Linked DNA regions of Mus musculus: all the other regions are linked to region 1. The links are chromatin contacts, called in public HiCAR-type and HiChIP or PLAC-seq maps. All regions are on one chromosome and are shown on one strand. Each heading gives the region's core, a stretch centred on a gene start, on an enhancer-like site or on the middle of the called end of the contact. The rest is flanking DNA. Distances are from core to core; before and after follow the strand shown.

Evidence for each region. HiCAR-type assays count read pairs that join an accessible place to other places. HiChIP or PLAC-seq counts read pairs in DNA pulled down with a chosen protein or histone mark.
Region 2: a HiCAR-type map of astrocytes shows a contact between it and region 1, with 2.3 times the contacts expected there. The contact joins the promoter of Ropn1l here to the promoter of Snhg18 in region 1. A contact is called at or near these places in 2 of 39 promoter capture datasets (both in the 3T3-L1 cell line) and 4 of 115 datasets of contacts at active chromatin or transcription factors (astrocytes, forebrain, large pre-B cells and 1 more).
Region 3: an H3K4me3 HiChIP or PLAC-seq map of embryonic limb bud shows a contact between it and region 1, with 5 times the contacts expected there. The contact joins the enhancer-like site here to the promoter of Snhg18 in region 1. A contact is called at or near these places in 8 of 39 promoter capture datasets (the 3T3-L1 cell line, 3T3-L1-derived adipocytes, the C10 cell line and 3 more), 1 of 484 Hi-C or Micro-C datasets (large pre-B cells) and 8 of 115 datasets of contacts at active chromatin or transcription factors (craniofacial prominence, embryonic basal ganglia, embryonic forebrain and 5 more).
Region 4: an H3K4me3 HiChIP or PLAC-seq map of neural tube shows a contact between it and region 1, with 6 times the contacts expected there. The contact joins the promoter of Marchf6 here to the promoter of Snhg18 in region 1. A contact is called at or near these places in 2 of 39 promoter capture datasets (the C10 cell line and pre-B cells), 3 of 484 Hi-C or Micro-C datasets (Sertoli cells and embryonic stem cells) and 4 of 115 datasets of contacts at active chromatin or transcription factors (astrocytes, embryonic limb bud, neural tube and 1 more).

Annotation. Positions count from the first base shown.
Region 1 is chr15:32,243,369-32,246,068 of GRCm38.p6, forward strand. Snhg18 (small nucleolar RNA host gene 18) reads right to left here and starts at 1,294. Exons shown (of 2, transcript NR_038186.1): 1 at 1,014-1,294. Sema5a (sema domain, seven thrombospondin repeats (type 1 and type 1-like), transmembrane domain (TM) and short cytoplasmic domain, (semaphorin) 5A) reads left to right here and starts at 1,445. Exons shown (of 23, transcript NM_009154.2): 1 at 1,445-1,931.
Region 2 is chr15:31,452,435-31,455,134 of GRCm38.p6, forward strand. It overlaps Ropn1l (ropporin 1-like), which reads right to left and starts at 1,255. Exons shown (of 5, transcript NM_145852.2): 1 at 979-1,255. The coding sequence starts at 1,109. It overlaps Gm49208 (a long non-coding RNA gene), which reads left to right and starts at 1,237. Exons shown (of 2, transcript XR_003951491.1): 1 at 1,237-1,478; 2 at 2,246-2,700.
Region 3 is chr15:31,587,917-31,590,616 of GRCm38.p6, forward strand. It overlaps Cmbl (carboxymethylenebutenolidase-like (Pseudomonas)), which reads left to right. Exons shown (of 6, transcript NM_181588.4): 5 at 252-343; 6 at 1,768-2,203. The coding sequence ends at 1,947. Among named protein-coding and RNA genes, the nearest start is that of Cct5, 13 kb to the right of the region's middle. Within about 2 kb of position 1,300, at least 46 of the 459 cell types and tissues checked have an H3K27ac peak or open chromatin away from gene starts, as enhancers often do.
Region 4 is chr15:31,529,722-31,532,421 of GRCm38.p6, forward strand. Marchf6 (membrane associated ring-CH-type finger 6) reads right to left here and starts at 1,316. Exons shown (of 26, transcript NM_172606.2): 1 at 1,082-1,316. The coding sequence starts at 1,100. Gm41287 (a long non-coding RNA gene) reads left to right here and starts at 1,383. Exons shown (of 3, transcript XR_875101.3): 1 at 1,383-2,216; 2 at 2,394-2,700.

The DNA.
Region 1 (2,700 bases), core at 44-2,543:
ACAAGCCCTAGAAGACATCTGCGTTGGGGCCATACTTTTCAGGCTCCACAATTGTAGACACAGCACACTCTGGGGTTGACATAGCCTCCAATGGACTCTTTCAAAAATGGTTTCGCCTAATTCTTTCATTTGAAGGTGACAGACACAACAAATTGGTGGCAACTTGTGCTTCTATTCACCTCCTCTTGAATCTCTGTGGTCCTGGATGAGCGGTGACACATTCCAGCTATTACCCGGTCCCTGTTTAGCATCATGGAACCCTCACAGAGGCCCCGAACTGTCACCGGCGCCCCTATCCCCTACCAGGGCACATTTGCAACCTGCCAATACCAGGATGTGATTGTGGCAAATGGGAACATCCTTAGGTCTTGCAGCTAAGAAACTCATTGATGAGGTTCCTTATGCAAAAGCACCCGAGGCCACCAACAAGGCCCGATATGGGAGGAAAACCTGAAGACATCGTTCCTTTACCCTATCCTGAGGGAAAAGGATCGCCAAGCATGGCTGTAGGGGCAGGGATCCACGGTTTCTGACTTTATCCTGTAATTTCCCCTCTTCACAACCTTGTATGTTGTTTAGAACTTGGTGAGTTGATCACTTCCTTAGAAGGAGAACTGAACAACGCGTCAATAAAGCTGCCTTCCCAAGGCATTTACTTTGCGTTCCAAGATAAACTTTTTGCCCCCATGCTCACTCAGTAAACTCCCAAGATACTTGCGGAGTACCAATTAGCCCAGCTGTTTCTGTCCATGAGGTAACCCTCTCCTAATTCCCATTAGGGCTACTTGGGAACCTCTTGCTCTATTTCCTTGGATGGCAGATTTATTCATTTCTCTGATCTATCCTTTTCAAGAACTGAGAGCCTTGCTGGGCCCAGCTCGCCTGTAAGAATCCGCGGCGGGCCCCTCACCACCCCCAAAGCACACCCCAGTCTTCTTATGATGACACAGAAGAACTGAATCTTAAACTTCCACTTTCTTCCCACCCGCGATCCGCCGGGGGCACGCACTTACCTGGAGCTTAGGCAGGCCTAGCAGACGCCACGTCTCTGGTTTGGGTTGAACTGCCTCCAGCCCTTTATACAGCCCATCCTGCAAAGTAGCCACGTAGGAGCCACCGGGCAAGGGGCGGGTAGCCAAAGAAGGTCTCTTCCAGGCGAGGAAGGGAGTTCGAAAAAAGTCACCAGTTGGGTGAGCTTGCACTCTGGTGGCACAAATAGAACTCCTGGGGTGTGTAGAGAGCCCCCTGGGGAGTGTTTGGGGGTCCCATCTCGGGAAGAGGCGGGGCTAGAGGAGGGGCCTGGGAAGGTCAGGGGTGGGTGGGGCGCTCAGTTTGCACGCGGGAGGGGCGGAGTAGGGGAGGTGCGGCGGAGGGGGCGGGGCGGGGGCGGGGCGAGGCGAGGCGGTCCTGTGCTCCCCGCCCCGAGCTCTGGGCCCGCTCACCCAGCGCTGGTCTACTCGCTAGGAAGGCGGCGTCAGCAGCGGCTGCTCACGCTGTGCCCACTCCCGCGCGCGCTGCGCTCCCGCCGCGGGTGGGCTCCTCAGCCCTTGGCTGACGGTGGCCCCAGCCTTGTGGCGACCTCTGTATCCCACCTTCCCACTGCGGGGGCGTCCCGGCACGTGCAATCCTTTTTGGGGGTGTTCTTGGTTCCCACGCGCAGCTACTAAGCAGAGGGTACCCAACTTTGCCACCTCACCGGTCGCCCTCTCTCGGCGCGAGCCTGTCCACTCAGCTGCACAACTGGAGACTCCGGCAGACTAGCTGGTCCCCAGCCTGGCGCGCTGCGAGAGGAGGATAGCTCTGGAGAAGTGGCGGGGTGCAGTGGTGGCGGCTGCCTCGACTTCCCTCGTAGTACACTGAAGAGGACCCTTGGAGCAGCTCCGGGCCCCGGGGCGCTGGATGACTAGCAGGAGGAACGCGCCCGGCATCTGGTGAGCTCTCTCCCCGCAGAGTCCCTGAGTGTCATAGCTGAGACCCTGCACGTGTGAACTGGACTCGGCACTGGTCCATTTGCGGGTGGTGTAAGTCTCTGGTAGGGTCACTCTGCAGACACCTGGGTGGGGACAACCTGGCAGAGGCGCGTGCAGGACTACCATCAAAGCGGGGGCGGTCGCAGTGGAGATAGTGCACGGGCTGGAAGTTTGTGTCTTAGCCTTTCCCTGGATACGAGCGTGGATTGAGAAGGTCCGGGTGTGCGACCGGTCAGTGGGCAAGCCTGCACCTCGGCCAGCACCTTTCAGGTACCCGTGGAGATCTGTGTGCGTAATCCGCGCTAGGCCAGGCTTGCTTGGTGGGATCTGGAACCGGGATTGGTGGTCGGAATCGCCTACCTCCCTGCACGGTGGACTAGGGGACATTTATTTTCCTGCTCTCTGCACAGGGGCTCTGCGGTGTTCGTGAAAATCTGGGGTTAGTGGGACCAGGGCACAACTCCGCCAGGGTGTTTTGCTGAGGAAGACTAAGGCAGGGATGGCGAAGCCTGGGGCTTCAGCAGGATGAGCTCCAATCGCAGAGCCCCCGTCTGCGGGCAGCCCAGCCGCACGCATTTCATACCCGGGTTCACGGTCTGGGGCCAGGAGAAGATCGGTGCTCAGGATATTCCGAGGAACTGTTGGAGGGGAGTGATCTCCGGCGATCGCCCTTGGAATTGGGCCCAGAGCGGGTAGGTCCCGGTCCCGGTACCCCTCACCTCCCGCCCCG
Region 2 (2,700 bases), core at 5-2,504, 790 kb before region 1:
CTAATGAATCAGGGATTTCTTGTGTAAGGCTTCAAAAAAACTCTCTCTGTAGTATTAATAAATGTGCCAATAGGGGCGGAGACTTGAAGTGCAAATAAACTTTCATAAAGACACCCTAGCCCTTCTCTCTAAGGCTCGAGCATATGTAATATCGCTGAGGGGTTATTGAGAGAACTGACAAAGGGACCGCTGGGCTCACAGGTGACCCTGACGGAGCTAAGTAAGACATCCAGGTCCTGTCCCCTGAAGCCCCGTGAGAGGTACTCTACATGGCAAGCGTCTTTGCACAATTAAGGACTTTAGATGGGGGAAACTATCCTGAAGAAACGGTATGGCTCCTAAATGTATCACAGGACTCCTCAGGAGAGGAAGGCAGAAGAGAACCCACGGATTGTAGAAGGGCCAGGAAGTTCCAACAGCCGAGTCTGATATGGAAGCAGCCACCCCAAACGCCTGTTGCCTGCTCCAGATGTTTTGTTGCTTTTACCTCCAGAGCTGTCGTTTTTTAAAAGTCGAGTTGTTAAAACAGCCAAAAGTAACGAAACCACCTTAGCTAATATAGTTCAGAGAAAGTTAGCAAATTTTGGCTAAAAATAGTTATTCTCGTGATTTAAAAAGTGGCACAGTTCTCTTGTAAAACCGAAAGAATGAGTGTTAAGATTATAATGGTCAGGCCCTTGAAAGGGTTCCTGTCCTTGTTTCTAGAGTGTGAAGGTTCGCTAGCTGTGAGCTGTGCTGGACAATTTTCTCAGGTGGCAGCTTTCACATACCTCTGCCTCATTTGGGGGTGGGTGGGGGCATAATTCAGTTGTTCTGGGCGGTTTCATTTATAACATCCCTGTAACTGATTTTTTTTTTTTTTTAAACTCAGCGGAGCCACTTTTTGCCCCGCGGTTGGTGTGCAAGCTTTGTTAGTCTACACCCACAACGTCGGCGTCTGTACTCGGTAACGGGGTGAGGTTCCCTGGCCGGCCTTACCCCGCCGACCACTGCAGCACGTCCGCCGGCTGCGTACGGATGGCAGCCTTGGTGAACTGCTTGAGGATGTCCGGCAGCTCCGGGGGGATGTGGATCTGCTGCGCGCAGAACATGGTGTCGGGCAGCGGCATCGTTCTGGGGAGACCGCGGCGGCCTGGGACGTTGTGCTGCGGGGAGGAGAGGCAGGGTCAGCGCAGCGGGCGGCGGGGAGGGACTGCTCCGCCCCCTCAGGAAACTGAGGCCCAACCGCCCAGAGCGGATAGAGCACGCGATTGTGGCGTGCGGTCTCCAGGCAACCCGAGCTGCGCATGCGCACAGCCTCAGCAAACAAGGGGCGGACGTCCGGCTGGCCTCTGTGACCAACGAGTGACCACAGAGCGGAGAGCGCCATAAAACAGCTTGTTTTCCTAAAACGCGGAGGTTGCGCTAATCCGAACCCCAAGAGGTCTCGACCAGGGTCTCGGCTTGGCGTGTGACTCCATTTGGTCCACACACCCACTGTATGAATACACATTTCCAAACCAAAGCAGCTTGGCAAAAAAACATTTAGTTAATAGAATGGGAAAACAAGGACTCTCAGACACTGTTGACAGAAATGAGCGTTTATCTGGGGACTACAGGATTTTCTAACGACTTAGCAATATTTATCCTAAGGGGGGGGATAGGCATAAGGAGTAAATAATAATGCCTATTATGTAGCTTGGTAGGTTAACTTTTATTAAAACCTCTATCATGGTCTCCAAAGAAAAACAACACAATCGGGTAAAACCAACAGAGTTAAAATCTGATGTGGGGACTGCGAGACTCGCAAGGCTGGGGTTCATTTGAGCTGGGAATTGGAGACCAGCCTGGGCAACATTTAGCGCTTCAAGAAGCAACAAGTCTGTTCCCACCCACACCACCACCACCACCACCACCACCACCACCACCACCACCACCACCACCACCACCACCACCACCACCACATGACTGGTGAAGCGGAAAAGATTGTAAAACAATCTGGGTGTGCAGGTGTCTGTTCCTTTTATTCTTAAAAGTCTCAGGTATAAATTGTGACAATTCAGCTTTTGTTTTCTTAAGTGAATTATATTTTGCTGTTGTATCTAAAAAAAAAAAAAAAAAAAAAGTGAGCCTAGCCTACATTGACCTTTTTTTTCCCTACATAAGTTACTATTAGTTCGTTTGTACAGTATCTGTAGTGTGAATGTTTGCTTTTCATTCTGTTACCAGTCCAAATACTTCACTTTTTTTTTTTTTTTAATTTCAGCATCCATGCCCCGTTGTGTGGAATCCACTGAATACATACGGAAGTGTCTGCTTTACCAGATACACTATGGCAAGGAAATGGCCACCTAAGCAAAATGGGTGTGGTTCCTGAGCAAGAAGCTCCTTCCTCCTCCAAGTACATCCTAAAGCATAAATGAACGAGCCGAAAGAAAGTCTTAGGCACGGTTGTATAAGCAAAGGAGATTAAAGAAAACAAAACAAAATAAAAAAACCCAACGCAATGGCTAAACAACATAAAGTGATGCAGAGGGGCCTGTGCCTTGCTGACAGTCTACCCATGGTTTTAAAGGCTTGCAGAGTAGCAGCAGGAGGCTGATGGAGGACTAGGTGTGTATGTGTGCAGACCTAACGAGCCCACTGAGGAAGCAGCTAGGCCTCAGCGGTCTCCCCGGAGGGAGTCCTGTGTGCTGGCTTGGGCAGCTGACTTCTCGCTCT
Region 3 (2,700 bases), core at 50-2,549, 660 kb before region 1:
TGCAGAAATCCCTGAGCTCAAAGCTCAATGAGATCCTATGGTGAAAACGAGGAGTGACTTTAAGATACCTGGCCTCCACACTCACAGACACAGGTGCACTAGACCCCATGTGGGCATGCACAAGAAAGCATGCATACCACTTCCACCCCTAACACATGGAAGCAGGTCTCTGACCACATGGTCTACTTTGCAAAACCATACCGAATTCAGGCAGCTTTCTGCAGAAGTCAATGCCCCTCAACTCTTTCTAGGTATCATCAGAGATTCTGAAGATGTTTATAATTTGAAGAACCCAACGTTGTTTATTTTTGCAGAAAATGACACTGTGATTCCACTTGAGCAGGTGAGTAGGCAGCCCTTCATTTGCATATCTAATTGCATAGCATGACATCTTTAGAGAAAGTTTTTTTTTTTTTTAAGATTTATTTATTGGTTATATGTAAGTACACTGTAGCTGTCTTCAGACACTCCAGAAGAGGGAGTCAGATCTCGTTATGGATGGTTGTGAGCCACCATGTGGTTGCTGGGATTTGAACTCCAGACCTTCGGAAGAGCAGTCGGGTGCTCTTACCCACTGAGCCATCTCACCAGCCCGAGAAAGTTTTTTTGTTGTTGCTTTTTTGAGACATGGTTTCTCTGTGTACCCCCTGGCTGTCCTGGAACTCACTCTGTAGACCAGGCTGGCCTTGAAATCAGAAATCTGCCTGCCTCTGCCTTCCAAGTGCTGGGATTACAGGGGTGCGCCACCACTGCCTGGCCGAGAAAGTTTTTAAGAACTAGTTTATTGGTTTTCCAATGATGAACATTTACTGATGGAACTTAAGCCCCGAATGGATCTGTTCAGAATGGCAGCTGAAGGATGTATGTGTTCCTGGTACAGCCTGTTCACTGTGAATGGTTTCCATGGTAATCCACCAGTTACCATAGCCTGAGATGGATTTATTAAGCACAGGAAGATGGTTAGGAAAGTCTAAGTTAAAAGTGGCCATTTGTCAATAAGTCTTAACTAAGATCTCAATACAAATAATTTGCAATAGTCCTAAACTTAAAATCATTTGGTTTGCTTTACTATGGATAATAGTAACACACAGCAGGCCAAGTTTGAATTTGGATCTTTTTCTGGTCTAGTCACCCATGTGTATGGTCTCCGGTTGATAGCTGGGGCAAAGTGCATCTCCCCAGTAGCCCCATAGTCACTAGGGAAATGAGCAATGGTCTCAAAGGGCTGTGCTTGGCTAAGCTAGGATGGTCAGTAGGGCAGCTACAGTGAAAGCCTACCCCACCCTGTGCTGCGGAGGATGGAAGCTTCAAGCATGCCAAGAATGTGTTTTTCTCAGACAAGGATCTCATTATGCAGACCATGCTGGCCTCAGAGATCTGCCTTTCAACTGCAGGCGTTAAAAATGTACGCCACCACGACTTATAAAATTCTGACCTACGGTAGATGTTGGGTCTCAGCTCGTGTAAATCCAAGAGCTTCTAGGGCTGATATGGAGGAGCCATTACGATGCTCTGCAACTCCTCAAAGTGGCCAGGAACTGTTAAAGACAACTCAATGGCTGTGGAGCCTGTTCACTGTCAACTATTGCAATAGGACTCCTTCTCAGTGCAGTGGTGGATGCCATCCACCAGCACTTGGAGGGAAAATAGGAAGCCAGCTCAGTTTACATATTGAGTAAATTCTAGACACCTAGGGCTTTGTAGAGACCAAAGGGCTAAGGTCACATTACCCTCACATTTTTATATATCAACCCCCTCCCATATTAGGTTTCTACACTGACCCAGAAGCTTAAAGAACACTGCATAGTTAATTACCAAGTTAAAACGTTTTCTGGGCAAACTCATGGCTTTGTGCATCGGAAGAGAGAAGACTGCTCCCCTGCTGACAAGCCCTACATCGAGGAGGCAAGGAGGAACCTAATTGAATGGCTGAACAAGTATGTCTAACAGCACCCAAGCACAAGGCAGCTGTTGCCCAAATTTGCCTGAATAATTAACCATCTCTTACTATCCATGATAGCATGACTGTTAGGGGAACTGGGGGCAATTCAGGGACCAGCTAGATTCTCAGATATGGCCTTACATTGGTAATTCAAGTGTTAAAATGTACAAAACCAGGAAGAGCAGTTGTCACTATGTATATTCAACTTCCCCTAATGAGCAGTGTCGACATTCAACCTAATAAAGTGATTTTTAAAACTTGTGAATGCGTAGCTTCACTTTTAAACACTTGTGTCTACATGCCTTTGTGGAGGTCAGAGTTTAACTTGTGGCAATCTTTCCACCACATGGGTCTGAGAAATCACGGGTTACGGGGGCTTGGCGGCACCCCCACCCTGAAGCACCCTGGAGAACAGAAAATGTAAGATTATCATCCTGCTGTGTCCATCAAATTGGTGGAGTGGGAGCAGACTGCACTGCCAAGGAAGGGCCTCCAGACTTAATCAGCTAAGTTCTACTTTTCACAGGATCCACCAAGACAGGTAATTGCTAGGCTGCATGGGCTCTGACCTCCAAGGCAGGCTCAAATTATGACATCCAGCCAAAAAGGTACGTATGCTTCAATTGCTCTCTGAGCATATGCCCAAAGCACAGAACTGTCCAAGCCAGTTCTGACTGGCACCTGAGCTAACTGGCCATTGTCCGAAACTTGGGAGGAACAAGAGGATTCAGTCTCTAGCACTGGTTCCATCAGCCAAG
Region 4 (2,700 bases), core at 66-2,565, 710 kb before region 1:
TACAAGTGCTTGATGGTTCGATTGCATGTAAAGTCGGTAAAATAAAGCCTGAGGTTGAAAAGAACGCTCATTCGAACAAGAATATATCTAAACAGTAAGTATCTGCACTAGTAAGTACATGATCAATAATTTCCTCTACAGACTCACTAATACATCAGTGCCTCTAAAAACTGCTTTAAAACACTTTGCCACAACGTCAGGTAAGCGGCTGCTTTCTACACCCATGTGGCTGCTTTTCTTTCGTGTTCTCTGCTAATTCAAAACAACCGCATCCAAAGTACACGTCCACAAACAAAACAAACAAACCCTTGCTTTGTGGTGACAAGGATTTAGAAGAAACCTAAATATTCGCCTTTCCCTCCTCCAATAGTCTCTAGAAACCGTCCCCTCTCGGGTCTGGTCAGTGCAGTTAGGGTAAGGCAAACAGAGAGCAAGATTTTGCAGCAGGGGTCAGTTCAGTCCACTCAGCAGTCGTCACCTCGCGGGGTATTTTCCGCGAAGTTTCAAAGTCAACAAAGAAGTTGTGTGGCAGAGGTTGGGCCTACAGGACAACAGCAAACAGACTCGAACACGGAGGGGGGAAAAACGAGTGGGGGAGGGGAGTGGAAACGCCCCCGGACTTCGCACTGCGGCCCCCTCCTCCGCGGACCGCGGGATGGCGGTGGCCGGGGCCCCGATCTTCCACACCGTCAAGTCCCCGGCAGCCCCACGCCTCGGGCACCCTATGGTCTCCAGCGCCCCACTTCCCGACATCCCCATGTCTCGAGCACCCCACGTCGCGACACCCCCACGTCCGGGATGTCCCACGTCCCGGCACCCCACGTCTCGGACACCGAAGTCCTGGCACCCCAGTGTCCCAGCCGAGGCTGAGTCCTCGTCGCCCGCGGGAACCGGCGGGGGGCGCGCAGAGGGTCACCTTCCGATCCGAGCCCGCTGGAGGACCAGCTCGAGCCGCGCGCTCGCCCGCCCGCCCGCCCGCCCGCCCGCCGGGCAAGCAAACTGCCCGCGGGATCCGCCGCGAGCGCCTCGGCCCGACTGGAGCGCGGGCGCCGCTGCAAGGGCGCGGGCGCCGCCGCCTCACCTTCCTCGGCGGTGTCCATCTTGTCTGGGGGGCGGCGGTGACGCAGCCGCGAGGCGCCCGCGACCCGGCAGAGCCTCGGGGCCCGAAGGGAAAGGCGGGCGGGCGGGCGGGAGGAGTGGAGGAGGAAGAGGACGCGGGCCGGGCAAGTGCGTGCGCTCGGGTGCGAGAGGAAGCCGGTCGCGGGCGAGGGGGACAGGGACAGCGACTGACAGAAAGCGAGCGCCGGGGAGGGGGGAGGGGCGCGCGGCCGAGCGACGGGCCTGGGCGGGGCGCGCGGCGGAAAAGGCGGGGCGCCGGAGCGCTGCGCGTCACATCCGGCGCGCGCCTTCGCTCGCGCTCGCGCCGGGCTCGCGGAGGCGGGGGCGGGGTGCGAAACACGGCCTGACTGGTGGCGAAGGCTGCGCGCGGGATGGAGACTGAAAACCTAGAGGCAGGCGGCAGGCACCTCGCGGAGGGGCGGCTGCGGCGGCGGCGGCGCGGGCGCGTTCCGGGACAAAAGGAACGCGGAGCGGCGGGAGCGAGCCCGGCGCGCACGCCCGCCCGCCCGCCGGAGCGGGTGTGGGGGACAAAGGGTCCCAGCTTGGGGTACCCGACCGCCACTCCCGGGGCGTTCAGAGTCGGCCCCGGAACGAGCATTTTTGGTTCCGCTCTTGAGTGGTTCTGAGGCACGTCTGAAAGAATTACAGAAGCATCCCTAAGATGGAAAAAGACGAGCATCCAGGTTATCAGAATCTCTCCTGGGGAGGCTTATGCAATTGAGTGGAAAGACCACGTCTTCACAGCTGAAAGCCAACATTGAATCTACCTCTAAGGGAAATGGGTTCAGATGGCGACACAATTAAGGGAAGCTTACCTGGCCAGAACTAAATGGCTGATGAAAGAATGATGAAAGACTCAGACCTGCTCGCATCAGTAGGCCACCTTCCTCACATAATCCTTAGAGCTTTCTCTAAATAAGATAGTACAGATTAGAAGAAAAGTGTTTCCAACCCGGATGCTTAAACGTGCACATAACGGAAAGTAGATTCAAGAAACGGAATTTTGGCCGGGCAGAGGTGGTGCATGCCCTTAATCCCAGCACTTGGGAGGCAGAGGCAGGTGGATTTCTGAGTTGGAGGCCAGTCTGATCTACAGAGTGAGTTCCGGGACAGCCGGGACTACAGGGCTACACAGAGAAACCCTGTCTCAAAAAACCAAAAAAAAAAAAAAAAAAAAAAAGTTATGTGACTGTTTTTGTTTTAACCCCAGGTGTGGGATATGGGGCTGCTTCAGATGGGCCACAACCGTTAACTATGATTGTCTCGTACTCTAGGAGGGGAGTGATCTAAATGGCAGTCTCCAGAGCAGTGGGAGGTGCTTTGAGGAAGAAGAAGTGGGGAGAGGAGGAGGAGGCAGAAGAGAAGGAGGAAGCAGAAGAGGAGGAGGAGGTTTTTGGTTCCTGCTGCTCCTGTTGCTGTTGCTTAATGAGACGTTGGAGATGCCCTGTTGTGGAAGATTGGACTGATCTCAAGAAACTCAATGCCCCTAATGATCAGGAGTAGTCAAAAAGGTCTACATCCCCCTTTCCCTCTAACCTTCCTTCTCTTCTACCTTGATGTACTAGAACACAATAGAATAGA